Regions from separate parts of the Gossypium hirsutum genome. Here region 1 is linked to region 2. The links are chromatin contacts, called in public Hi-C maps. All regions are on one chromosome and are shown on one strand. Each heading gives the region's core, a stretch centred on a gene start, on an enhancer-like site or on the middle of the called end of the contact. The rest is flanking DNA. Distances are from core to core; before and after follow the strand shown. Region 1 holds the start of LOC107962154 (vesicle-associated protein 4-2). Region 2 holds the start of LOC107945928 (external alternative NAD(P)H-ubiquinone oxidoreductase B2, mitochondrial).

Region 1 (6,791 bases), core at 409-2,908, 560 kb before region 2:
TAAGCTGAATCTGGGCTCTTTCCATCGGTTGAGTTAATCTGTCAAATAATATAAGACTTTTTTTGAAAAAGCCATGGTCTCCCCTCCATAATTGTCTCGAGATCTTCTTCCAAATCAAACACTATCAAAAATAAATTCTGCCCCACCATCTGGATCTCAAATTTTTTCCTTGTCTTCCATATACTTTTCATCTGTGCCATAAAGCTTTTTGGATTGTAAAGCTTCTCTGTCCAAATTGTACAGATCAAAGTTGGTTTTTCACTTGGTACCACCATTTAACCTTTGAATGATAATTGAATGAGTTCTTCTACTAGGAGAGAGATCTCATCCCTCCCACTCGATTGTCCCCATCACTTTCCTCTATCCCAAGCCGCAACAATTACTGCTTTCTCTAGGACTGTAAGCAAAGCACTCTTGGCGACTCTTAAATGATGCTATTATTAGTTAGGATGAAATACAAATTATTTTTACGATAGTTAGTAGATAGTTGGGTGATAAAAAAAAAGAGAAAATTGACTAATTGGGTGACAAAAAAAAGAAATTTACTAATAATTGAGTGACCATTTTGTAACTTTTTATAATTGGGTAGCCAAAAAAGAAAATATAAACCATAATTGGGTGACCTCTATTGTAGTTTACCCATTTTTATTTAGAAATTAATTTCCTTTTTCCAACTCAAATTAAAAAAAAATCCTAAATACGAGCAGCTCTTAATTGACTGAAAAGTTTCTTTTTAATGAAATTATACATTAGGTATCTAATTCAATAACAATAAAAAATCAAACTCAAAGTACCTTACTCAAACAAAGAAAGGGTATCATTTAATGGCTTATTATTCAATTAAGCTTATATTTTAAATAAGTTTATTATTATTTTTTGTTCTAACTCTATTTTTTAAATTTAATATTTTAATTTGAACTCTTGACTCTGCATTTTCTTTAAATATCAAAATTTATTAGACAATATTTTACAAATAAACTAAAAACAAATTAAAATTTCAACATTAGAATCCATTTAATTTTTAACTTTTTAAGTATAGGGATTAAAGCTTAAATTCTATAAAAATTATAAGGAGTAATCTTATAATTTTATAGAAATAAGTCCCTTTGAAGCCTAACTTAACTTGATTCATGGTAAATTACTAGTTTTTTCCTGATCTAGTCTAGTTGCTTAAGACTTAAAGACGGCCAGATGAAGGCAATGATTCAATTTCCGCGTTATTCCCACTAATTATTTCTGTTATTATATCCTTAATTAACTTTCAAACACAAAAATAAATAAGGTAATCAATCCTTCGAAATTAAACAAAACGGTTTATAAATAAAACCAAAATTGGTATTTTTAAAATCAAAGTTATAATGAAATTTCTTCCATAAAGAAACTATTGTTGACATTTCTGTTTCCTGTTGAATAAATAGAAGACGGAAAAACGCGTGAATCTTTTAATAAATTGAAAGTACAAACCAAAATTACTTAAACCATTCCAAAACCCTGAAAGTCGTGGTTGAATCGTTTACTTTCCGCGGCAGTTTATAGAAAGGGCGACGATATTACCTGCGAAACAACGGTTTTTTAAAATAAATAATTGAAATTGGACACGGTGTCGTTTTTGGGAGATTGATTGACTTTTAAAGGGGAAAAGCGGACTTCAAATTCTCCCAAGTCAAATACAGTACAATCCAAGCTCTAAAATCCGACCCCCTCTCTCCCTCTCTCTCTCTCTCTCTCTCTCTCATTTCCTTGTCACGACTTTCTCGATTCGAGTAGCAGTGGAAGTTCCTTCCTCTGCGAAACGTAAAGAAACGGTGTCCTATATGCCCTCGTGTTTGTTTTGAGATAAGATGGCAATAGAAACCGACCAAAAGTCATCGTACGACGGCAAAGTTTGGGGGTTCTTTAAGCTGCCGTTTAGACAAACCGGGAACACCAGCAGTACGACGTCTTCTTCCTCCGCTCAAACTCAGCCTCACCTCGAAGGATCCGACCATCATGCCTCGGCTAACTCCGTTTCCTCTGTCGCCAAGTCGCTTTTGCCGACTCGTCGCCGGCTCAAACTTGATCCGGCTAATAAGCTCTATTTTCCATGTAAGTACTATTCTTCTTTGCTTTTTTATCTGATTCTAAATTTCCCGTTTGTTTGATTCAATATTATGCAAAACTTTTGATGCTTATTTCTTGAAATTAACAGTAAGTTGAAAAAAATATTTTATAGTAGAGATTGTTCAGAATCAAGATTGTTGATTAAAGTAGCTGATATAATCGGACTAAAATTTGTTGTTACTCTTTATTTGAAATACTTTTGACTTAAATCAGGAAAATTTCAATTCGATTTATTTCGGAAGAAATTGTATAAAATTTTTCCAAGTAAATGGAAATAATCTTTTCTCTTATTCTTGATTGTATATTACGTTTTCTTTTTCGAAGATGAACCTGGCAAACAAGTGAGGAGCGCGGTCAGGATAAAAAACACGAGCAAGTCATATACAGCTTTCAAGGTAAAAACCTTAAACCTTTGAAAATTTTCAATTTTGCTTTGTTGTATTAGTCTTTGTTATTTGTCTATGTTTTCTGTATACATTAGAAACGGAAGTGGAATGATGTTGTGCTTTATGACAGTTGCTTTGATTTGTAATGAACCTTTTGTTTCTGTTGGTTTAGTTTCAAACTACAGCGCCCAAGAGTTGTTTCATGCGCCCACCAGGTGCTATTCTTGCACCTGGGGAGAGCATCATTGCGACCGGTAATTGCTTCCTTCTGTACACACACCCGTTAATTCTAGTTTGATTATACATTGACAATTTGGAATTAATATATATTTAATGTTTGTCTTATCTTCTGAAAGATTCTTATGAATTTCACTTCCTCGTTTGAATGGATTTACTAGTCTTTAAGTTTGTTGAGCAACCTGAGAACAATGAAAAGCCAATGGATCAAAAGAGCAAGGTTAAGTTTAAAATCATGAGTCTCAAGGTGAAGGGTCCAATGGAGTATGTTCCCGAGCTGGTGAGTTGAACTTCTCCTGTACAACTGTATTGTCATATTATTCACATGATGACAACCAATAATAAGACTTTTTAATTTGACTACATTTAGATGTTAGTGAGCTTATGATGAACATAAAGTAATATTCTGTTGATGCATATAATATTTACTTCGTGGCTAATAGTGAGTTTCTCTACAAACACATAACTTTATGGGGTGACCTTACAGATGGATAAGCAGTGCTAATCTGAAGCATAAAATGTCACTGTGGAACAGAACTTCTATATCCAATATTCTTCTTTTTTGGGATTTGTACCTTTTGTCTGCAACATAAAGAAACTACTGTGCTTTATAGGCAGATTTTTTTTTTTCTTTGTCATTGAGTTGTCCTGGTGTTGCTGTAAATTGACTTTTGAAGCCGACATATGCCCAATTATCATGCTTAATCAGATAAGAATCTCTTGTTGAAAAGCTGATTTTGGGCCCATTTTGATAGGGCAAGCATGATTTTCAATCAATTTTATGGGTTGTTTGGCTGCATTTGTTTGATGCACAATTGAGAATATTCTTTTACCATGTACGCTATTGATTGCTTCTCTGCCTGTCTGATCTTTTTTCTTTTTATTTGAGGTTGGATATTTGTAAATGGTGTAATTAATCTTAGGTGCCTGTCTTTTGCAGTTTGATGAGCAAAAGGATCAAGTGGCAATAGAGCAAATTTTGCGGGTTGTTTTTCTAGATCCCAAGCGCCCTTGTCCTGTAAGTACCGCTACCATATTACCACCATAAGTCACTGATATATGTGCCCCTATTCATTCTAGCGTGTCAATGCTTTCCGCCTGCATGATGTTTGACATGCATATACCAAATTATCAAAATCATAGCAAACTAAACGGCCTAAATATTTTTATGGGTTTAAGGCTCTGGAAAAATTGAAGCGCCAATTAGCTGATGCCGATGCTGCAGTTGAGGCACGCAAAAAGCCTCCGGAGGATGCAGGTCCAAGGATAATTGGGGAAGGACTTGTGATAGATGAATGGGTAAGTTTTCTTGTAATCATCTGATGAAAAATTATTCTTATAGATATTTTACTTGTATGATATGGAATTACTTACAACTGTAAATTTCTGTCATGCAGAAAGAGCGAAGGGAAAGATACCTTGCTCGGCAGCAGATTGAAGGAGTAGACTCAGCTTAAAGTGGATTAGTTTCCTCGTTGTATGGTTGAAGTTTTATATAGTCATCTCGTGCTTATGTCCATCAAATCATTTCATGTAACGCAAAGGGTATTGTCTCAGAAGAATGATCTGGAAATTTCGAAATATTTTGTGGTTGTAAAGAAGAGTGAAGCTGAAATTTCTGTAATTGGAGACTTGAAATCAGCTAGTTACTATCTGCATTGTAGATAATGTGATTTTGCCGCCTCCCTAAGGGGAATAAAACTGTTCTTCATGGGGTGTAATACACTAAATGGATATCAAACCGAGTAGGAGTATTTAAATGCATACATAATCAATAATGTTCTGTATCAATTACCTTTAGGAAAATGTCACATTTTGAACAATTTTTGTCCAGTGCTTTTGTAACCTTTCAAAGCAAATCATGTACGGGATGACATACTCTCTTCTGTGTGAATGCATAGGTAAATCGGGTTAGATGGTTGGTTTTGAACATGAAATTGAGTGATAGAGGTTGAGATAAAAATTAAAAGATTTGAGGGGCCAAAGCTAAAACTATGTATTAAATTGAATTTTTAACTTTTGAGTGAGGTAAAAAATGACATGTTTCTATTCAAGTAAAAGGGATTAAATTGAAGTTTATACTTGAAACTGACTAAAGCTGGCATTGAACCATTTAACGCAGAGGGCAATGCGGCCATTAACAAAGCGATGGAAATTGCAGTCATCTAGTCCTCTCCTTTACATGCTGCTTCAATATTCACCATCTTAGTAATTAGCATTGTTTTCGTCATTGTCTAATCCGCCATGGAATGGGAATCTGCATATGTATAGATCACAATGTAAAGGCGGCCTCTTGTTTCCAATTGGGAATCACTCGGATATTATCGGCCTCTCCACTTTTTTCTAGGTTTCCAACATTAATTTTTACTATAAATAGGAGTTTAATCCAGGAAAAAGGCTAAAACCAACAAAATGGCCAAGTCCAACAATATTTCCATGCTCACCAACTTTGTGTTGATCATTGCTCTTTTGGTCATTGTTTCTATGGTTGAAAGCCGTGGAATTGGGAGTAGGCTCTCAAATCAAGAACTAAAACACGACGAATTATAACCATTTGTTTTTTTTTTAATGTTCATTCTTTTATGTTTTGGTATTAGAATTTAATGATTAAAAAATGTATTGAAAATGTGCAGGTCCAATAGGAAAGAAGAGCACCCCAAGCTGTAACGAGGTGTACGGCGTAGCGAGTGGCGACACATGCTTCAATGTAATACAGGAGTTTAACTTGACCACGACGTTCTTCGATTCAGTAAACCCTAACCTCGACTGTGATTCTCTCTTTGTTGGTCAATGGCTTTGTGTTTCTGGAAAAGCATGAATAAGCCAAGTAGCTGTTCTTGTGATTCAAAAGTCCATGAATAAGGACAAGCCCAACTTGTATCCATATCCAATGCTTTTAGTTCTACATGAATAAGAATAAGCCACGGATGCGTGGTGCATGTACTTTGTAGGTATTTTCTTGACAAAATTTAAAAAATAAAGAATCTGTTATATTTTCATCTTAGACTCTAGCTCGCCAGAATAATTGACCATTATAGACACTTGGCGATGCACAACCTTGCTATGGCTTTGCCAAAAGAGTTCGATCTCATGGCCTCACCTAAACATCAAACTTTACAGGGCCACACAATTTGCAAAACATATATCAGGAAACATCCTTAACAATATCTATCAATCTATCACAATCGACAGTCTCGTCTAATCCATTAAAGTTAGCTCCAACAGTGTCCTAGGCTGACACACACCACCCTATCACAACACATAAGGGAAGGGAACCCGATGGCTGAGGCCTACGCCTAGCTTCTATCCCCTATAAATACCCCCTCATCACCAATGTAAAGACACAAGAGAAAGACCTAGTCATTACTTTGCCAACAACTTGATCCATACAGTTTTAAACCTCCAAGTCTAGCAGCTTTTCACACCTCGCTCGGTGTGAACAACCTTCATCTTAGAAACTCTCCACATCTCTTACGGTGTGAACCACTATAATCAAACATCCCCATTTTTGTATTGTAACAATTGACACCGTTTGTGAGAAATTAGAAAAAAAGCTACATCTCTGCCCCTTGAAGGCTATAATCATCATGAGCGAGAAGGTTAGAGCACTCCCCATAACACATACCAAAATAGGTTTGAAGAATGAGTTTAGAACAACATAATGGAAGCTTACCACCCCTTATAACTACAACATTAACAATGGAATGACGGATTTTCTCATACTTTATTCTTTGGCTTTCTAGTAAACCACCAAGAAGGAGAAAATTGTCACGATCTCAAAGAGGAGGATGACTCTCACTCGACGATACAAAAGTATTGGGAGTTGTAAGAACAAAATGAGTTTTTCTTGTCATAGCTCCAAAAAGATTCCCAAGAAGAAACTTGGAGGAGCAAGAGTAACCTGAGAAAGTATAAGAAAGACCAAAGCTGATACCTAAGGCTGTTCCGCATCATTGACCTAAGAAAACACTTAAATCTCTACTTTTCCCAATAAATAAAAGACGAAGCCGCAATGGGGCGTCACAACTACCATTACCTAGTACATCTAAATGGAGTACAATCTACAAG
Region 2 (6,698 bases), core at 3,814-6,313:
TTTTTTTGTTTATCTATCTATCATTTGTTCAGTGTAGGTGAAAAATATTTTGCGAGTCTATTTTGAAAAGAAAGTAAAATGTTAAATCACTATTGCTAAATATGTTTATTAAAATAGTATAAAAATCTTCCCTACTTATCGTAAACTATTATTATAATTGTTGCATGTTTTATCGATTTTTTTTTAACGTAAACTATTATTATAATTGTTGCATGTTTTATCGATTTTTTTTTAAATTAAGATTGTAGTAACTTTTTATATAGCTCAAAATTTGTATATTATTTAAAAATTAAGAAGACTATTATTTTCATTGACAACAATAGTTTAAAATACTCTATTTGAAAACTAGTTAAAAATTAACTTCTAAAATCACTTACAATGCTTATGACATTGAAAACTAGTTTAATGGCCCAAGTACAATTAAATCTACCATAACATTGTATTTTTCAAAAATTAAGAATTTAGTCCCTGTAATTTTATGTCTAAGAATTTAATCATTTCATATTTCAGACTTCAAAATTTAAATCTAATTATTATTGTTATTATATTTATTTATTTTGTTGCAACATTTTGAAATAAAATAAATATACACACACTAAATATTTATTGACCTAATTAATCTAAATTTAATAAAAAATAGTAATTGAGCTAAAAAGTAGAAAAAACTTATACGATATTTTAACTTCAAAGGTAATAGAATAAACCTCCAAGTGAGTTCCTACTAAAAAGAAAACTAAAATGATGAGCTATGGGATGTTTATAATGCTAATTTACGGTTTGGATGTCAGACCTTAATCTGAAATTATATGTACACATTGTTAAAGCAGCCCAGTCGTATTTACAAAGACAAGCCCATTTCAGATGGAAAATACAAGGGTAGAGAGCTTTGAATGTGGGACCTCTCTTGCTGGTTTAGTCCTCCTATGAATTTCAATTTGGGAAAACACAATTATAAGAACTTGGAGAAGAGATAACAATATGCAAATAGGTATATTTTTCACGGATCTCAGATATAAAGTTCAAAAACCAGTATAAACTTGTAACAAAATTCATTTCAAAACCGCCAAAGCAAGGCAGCAATTATTATCAAATGAATGAATTGGTAAATGGTAAAGGAAAAACCAAAATTTTTCTACAGCATTCAATCCCAAACTGTAGACATCTTAATGTTTGTAAGTTGCCCAGGGACCTTTTAAATGCCACTGGTATCCCTCCCGAAAATAAAACGCCTTATCCAGTCTGAGACCACCAATGCCCTTGTGCGCCAACTGACTTGCTTGCTGTGTTTTAACAAAACAAGAATATATTTTAGACACACGGCCTCAACAAATCGATTTCTAAACTAACTCTCATTCATATTCAGAAGCAAGAAGCTTGGTTTAGTACCTTGCGTAGACAGAATACCAAAGCCATTGCTCACTGTGTCCTATAGACACCCAATCACCTGGAAGTTGTGCAGCTGTTTGTTCCCCTCCCAAAGGAGCAAATTGTCCCAAGTGTCTGTACCTGTAAAAACATCAACCGCATTTATGACAATGGTATAATTTTCCTCGGATGTTGTATCAAAACATTAGATTAAAGCTATCATATTGATTGCTTTCCCCTGTCAAAGTTTGAGTGATCTCATCTCTCAAAATCTGAAACGCTGATAATATGTTCAGTTTGTACCTGAAGGGATGGAATCGATGACGACCTGTTCCCCTGAACCTAGGGGGACCTTCAGGGTTCTTTTCACACTCCTCCATACGGTTGAAGCACTTCGCAAGATAGGCGCCTTGCTGATTTGCAACCTGAAACATGTGGATGGTTAATGCCTTGGAAATGCATTAATTTAGTCCCACTGTGCACTAAATGAACTAAAATAATTACCTGTGCTGTTGCTGGAAGATTCTTCATCTGAGAATCGACCTCAGAAAGAGCTGATTTAAATTCTTCAATATTCAGCTCCATGGATTCCTTTGCAGCGTCCCCTTTGGCTTCCTTCAAAAGATCAACCATGTTACGCACCTGCTTGTTCTTCAGATAAAGCTCCACTTGAGGGTATCTTTCACAGATATCATCAATGATCTCTTGAAATTCTTTCACTGTAAGTGTTCCCGAGTTGTCCTTGTCTGCCTTTCTAAATATTTCTGATATATCTTCCTAAAATTTATTGGAAATTACAAGGAACAAAGAAATATCAATACTAGCAATAACCAAAAATCATTAAGAAATAGCAAAACATTACAAATAGGTACCATGACTTTCCGCTGGTTAACAGTAGCACAGTCGCCAAGTGCATAAATGTTACCAAATCCCTCAACTCGCAGCCATTCATCCGTTGCTAAAGCACGCCTATTACCCTTTTACAACAGAATTCATGGTGGCTCAGAGAGTATAGTTAGACGAGTTGTGCAAACTAATTGGTATGAGTGACCAAATATATATTACCTGACCAATTTGCTTCATGAACTCCTTTATGAGAGGACGAGGTCCAATGCCAGTTGACCAGAGAGCCATTCCATATGGCGTTGAAGTTTTTTCGCCATTACCTCTAACTTTTGTAGATATTTCATTTTCATTTATGCCGGTGACCATTGACCCCAATTTCACATCAATGCCATCTCTTCCAAATTTCTGTTCCGCGAAATTTGTGATTCTTTTGTCAAACCTGAAAAGAAAAACGCCTTAAAAGCTTCATATAACTTCAGATTGTGAAATAAATATCTTAACATAAACACTAAAGCTTCTCAGTTCTCAGTGATAGCAGGTATCAGGATAATGATGATGATGGAAAACATAGGACTACTTATCTTTAAAGGGAATTTGGACATTCACATTCTTACATGTTCAAAATATGATCTGTAGCCTCAAGAAGTGTTATTTTCACCAAGTCTTGGACATTTGGATATAGCTTGACCACATCCTCATTGACAAAGTCATGAAGTTCTGCTGCAAATTCCACACCAGTTGGGCCACCGCCAACAACAACAAAGTGAAGGATTTTTTTTCTCTCCTCATCACTTAAATTTGGTAAGCTTGCCTTCTCAAAGGAATCAATAACATTCTTACGAATCTTCTGAGCATCATCAATTTCCTGCCCAAAGAATCTTGCTGCTTAGAATGAAAGAAAACAAAACAAAACAAACATAATGGTATTAAGAGAAGCGAAAATGGTTTCTATCACATGTTTCCCCAATACTAAATAAAGCACGGAAACAGAGCTTACCTTTAGGAAATGGCAATTTTCCATGACACCAGGGGTATTAAAGGTGTTAACCTGAGCTCCCACAGCTATAATAAGGTAGTCATAGTCTACCGCAAACACTTCTTCCCCCTTTGAATGGCTGTCTATAGTAGCGCGACAGTAAATTTTCTTATTATTGGGATCTATTTTTACGCATTCAGCTTCAGAGTAACTGATGTTCACATTTTTCTGCTCAAGCATGAAACAGGAAACCATCATCAGAATTCATTTAGAATTGGTTTTTTCTGATTTCCACAATATACAAGATCTTATTTTCATTGACAAATCCACATTACCTTTCTGATGATGTTGCGAATTGGCTCAACAATGCTGCGGGCTTCTACTTTGCCACATGTAACACTTGGTAGCAATGGGGTGAACACAAAGAAATTACGAGGAGAAACAACCTGCACCTCAAAATTAGTGTTATTCAGGCTCTTCAGGAAACTCATTCCTCCCCAACCAGTTCCAAGCAGCACCACCTTCTTTTTCTTGGGAACTTGTTCAGATGAAGCAATTCGACGGTCATCATTAGATGCCACCGCATCAGCATGAGCAATATGGCCCTTACTGCCATTGAATGCGTTTGCTTCAGCATAAGCTATAAGGCTCCCACCACTGCACCAAAAAAATGCAATAGACTTAGAGCTGAAGGAGAATGCTTAATGGAAAGTTTCAAACATACAGTTCGTTTTTAACTAATCTTGAGAAATTAATAAATTACGCACTCAAGCTCCTAAACTTTGCAGATACATTCAAACAGGACAAATTTTTAGATCTTTTCCCATTTCCTTTACAATTTTAAAGAAGCAAATAAAGCTTCAATTTTCCTAGCGTGCATAATTCACTGACACCGGCCTTTAGGCAGAGATGACAGTTCTCTTCCTCCCTATAATTCAAAACATATTTGCTCTGTTCTTCAGACTTCTGACAGAGCATTTCAATATTCCAAATTTCAGCTCAAAATCTCAAAAAAAAAAAACATCATTCATCAGATGGGCCTAAAAACAATCGCCTATCTAAATGCAGAGAGAATCTACAAACAAAAAACAGCATGAACCACAAATCAATATTAAGAAACTAAATCTATGATAATAAAAAAATAGAAACACAAAGAGGCACTCAGGTCATGCTTAACAACTTCATAGAACCAAAAAGCAAATAAAATATTTGTATATAAAGTTATAAACACAAGAAAAATGCTTAAAAAATGGGGGAAAAAAAGAAAGAAAGAAGGAATGAAAAAAGCACCTGATAGTAGAGACGACGATGACCTTAGAAAGAGAAGGATAATCATTAAAAGCCCTGGATAGTCTCCCGAAGAAGTTGAAGTTCCTCATCTTGGTGCTCTGTAGATCTGTTCTTTTACTTGTTTAGCCTATATGAACCAAGAAAACTGGAGGAAAATCACAGAGAAAGCGGTTACGTATTAAAAATACAAAAAGGCAGAAGAAGAAAAAAAAAGAAAAAGAGTAGATGAGAAACGCGAGGTTCGTGGCGTTGTCACACGATGGTTCCAGGTCTTTACTACCTCGCTTTCTTTTTCAATGACTTGGAGAGCAAGGCAGAGGCGGCAATGTGCTACTATATTTATGGAATCATTATTATATAATTTTTGGTCAAAATATTTTAATGAATTAAATATTAAATAGTATCTGGATCCTTAATTGCGCCGCCGTCACTACATTATGACCGCTACGTCTCTGTGAAAAACCTGTGTCCGTTGGATCCATCAATCCTCGGAATTTATTTTTTCTTATTCTCTTTCTTTAATTTAAGAGATTTTTCAATGATTCATGTTTTTTTCTTGGATAGACCGTTGAACCTAATTAGGGTTTTGAACCCCACCCCCCCCCCAAAAAAAAATTACAAATCATATGTAATATATTGATTTCCTTTTAACAATCAATTCTTTTTATAAAACAATAAAGGGTATTTTTGTCATTTAAAATAATGTAAAATTTTAAAAAATATGAATTTGAATTTAAAATACAGTAATTTTCTTTGTCTTTATTATTTCATTAAAAGCTTCATTTTATTTTAGAATTAATTATTTATATATAAAATTTTATTCACTCAAATCATAATCTTGTTATTCTAAAAGTTTTATTTTATTAAAAATTCAAAATTTAAAATTTAAAATTTAAAATTTAAAATTCTAATTAATTAAATTTTTTATATTGGCTGTCTAAAAAAACTCTTATATTGACATTTTAAAAATTCATGATAATGACATATACTAAAAAAACAAATTAATTAGAATTTTAAATTTTTAATAAAAATTAAAATTTAATCTTTGAACCATAAATAAAACGTGTTAAATATCAAGAAATAAAAAATATTTTAATAATCACTGAAATCAAAATAAAATAAAATCATGAAGCCTTCCTAAAATTAAAGGCGGGAAAAAAAAAGAAAGAAAGAAAGGCAGGCGTAATATTGGAAGAGAAAAGTACATATACAGAATGAGCATATAAAGGACAGGCTGTTAATTGCAGAATGTTAGGTGGTCAAATAGAAGGTGGTAATAAAGTCGGCAATTAGCATGCTTTACGTCATTGTTTTGTACACACACCACAAACATTGCTGACAACCTCCATGTTTTCCTTTGCCGCAAAGCATATTTTTCATGTTCTCTTTTGGTAATCAATAAGCGGTCCATAATTTATGGAATCCAATTTATTTTTTTTAAAAGTAAATAATATAAATAATGTATGGTGGCCACTCTTAAAATATCAACATTAACATACTAAAATCAATATAAGTATCAAATGTTTTAAATATGGATTTTAACCTGTCAATGGATTCATATTCATGTTCAAATTCTAATTTATATTATTTTTAATTCATTTTTATATTGTGAGCCAATTAAATTATAAAAATTAAAACAACTTATTTTAGTTATATATGTTGGGAAGAAACCGAACAACCGAAACAAAGCGAAAGCACAACCGGTGTTCTTTCTCTCCTTATAACTCCTGTAAAAATTATGGCAAGCACAATAGCACAAGATATGTTCTCTAGCAACCTTAATCAACCACAAATCAACTAATGCAACCACAACAAAAAAAATAGAGACACCGATATTTTTACGTGGAAAACCCCTCTAAATTAAGGGTAAAAACCACGGGACTTTAGAGTCCGATAAAGAGCTCAACTATCATCAAATGTTCAACTACAAGATCACAATATCAAGCCTACAACAAGCATTCAACACCGACAAGGCTAACAACATGTAATCTTTAGCAAAAGAGAGAAAAATGAGAGAACATCACCAAAAACGTAGCTGCTGAAAAATGGGTATTTCCGACGCTACAAGACTCGGATGAAAAATCCGACCGTACAAAGTCAAGAACACCTTATCACCTAGCTGCTGTCCAAAAATCAGCTCAATCGAACCACGGATGGACCTTCGATCGAAGAGTTGATCACTGCTGCACCAAGCTTGAAAATCTGATTTTTTTCTATTCTC

Evidence for each region. Hi-C and Micro-C count contacts between places; a contact is called where the count stands out from the background.
Region 1: a contact with region 2 is called in a Hi-C map of callus, with 4 times the contacts expected there. The contact joins the promoter of LOC107962154 here to the promoter of LOC107945928 in region 2. A contact is called at or near these places in 2 of 34 Hi-C or Micro-C datasets (callus and leaf).

What each region holds. Positions count from the first base shown.
Region 1 is chrA06:92,406,139-92,412,929 of Gossypium_hirsutum_v2.1, reverse strand. LOC107962154 (vesicle-associated protein 4-2) reads left to right here and starts at 1,658. Exons shown (of 7, transcript XM_016898415.2): 1 at 1,658-2,085; 2 at 2,425-2,495; 3 at 2,659-2,740; 4 at 2,885-3,003; 5 at 3,664-3,741; 6 at 3,903-4,022; 7 at 4,121-4,556. The coding sequence starts at 1,842. The coding sequence ends at 4,180.
Region 2 is chrA06:91,849,921-91,856,618 of Gossypium_hirsutum_v2.1, reverse strand. It overlaps LOC107945928 (external alternative NAD(P)H-ubiquinone oxidoreductase B2, mitochondrial), which reads right to left and starts at 5,063. Exons shown (of 11, transcript XM_041115686.1): 1 at 4,758-5,063; 2 at 4,478-4,622; 3 at 3,523-3,844; 4 at 3,209-3,415; 5 at 2,826-3,076; 6 at 2,431-2,650; 7 at 2,238-2,342; 8 at 1,870-2,142; 9 at 1,669-1,790; 10 at 1,387-1,506; 11 at 980-1,280. The coding sequence starts at 4,566. The coding sequence ends at 1,193.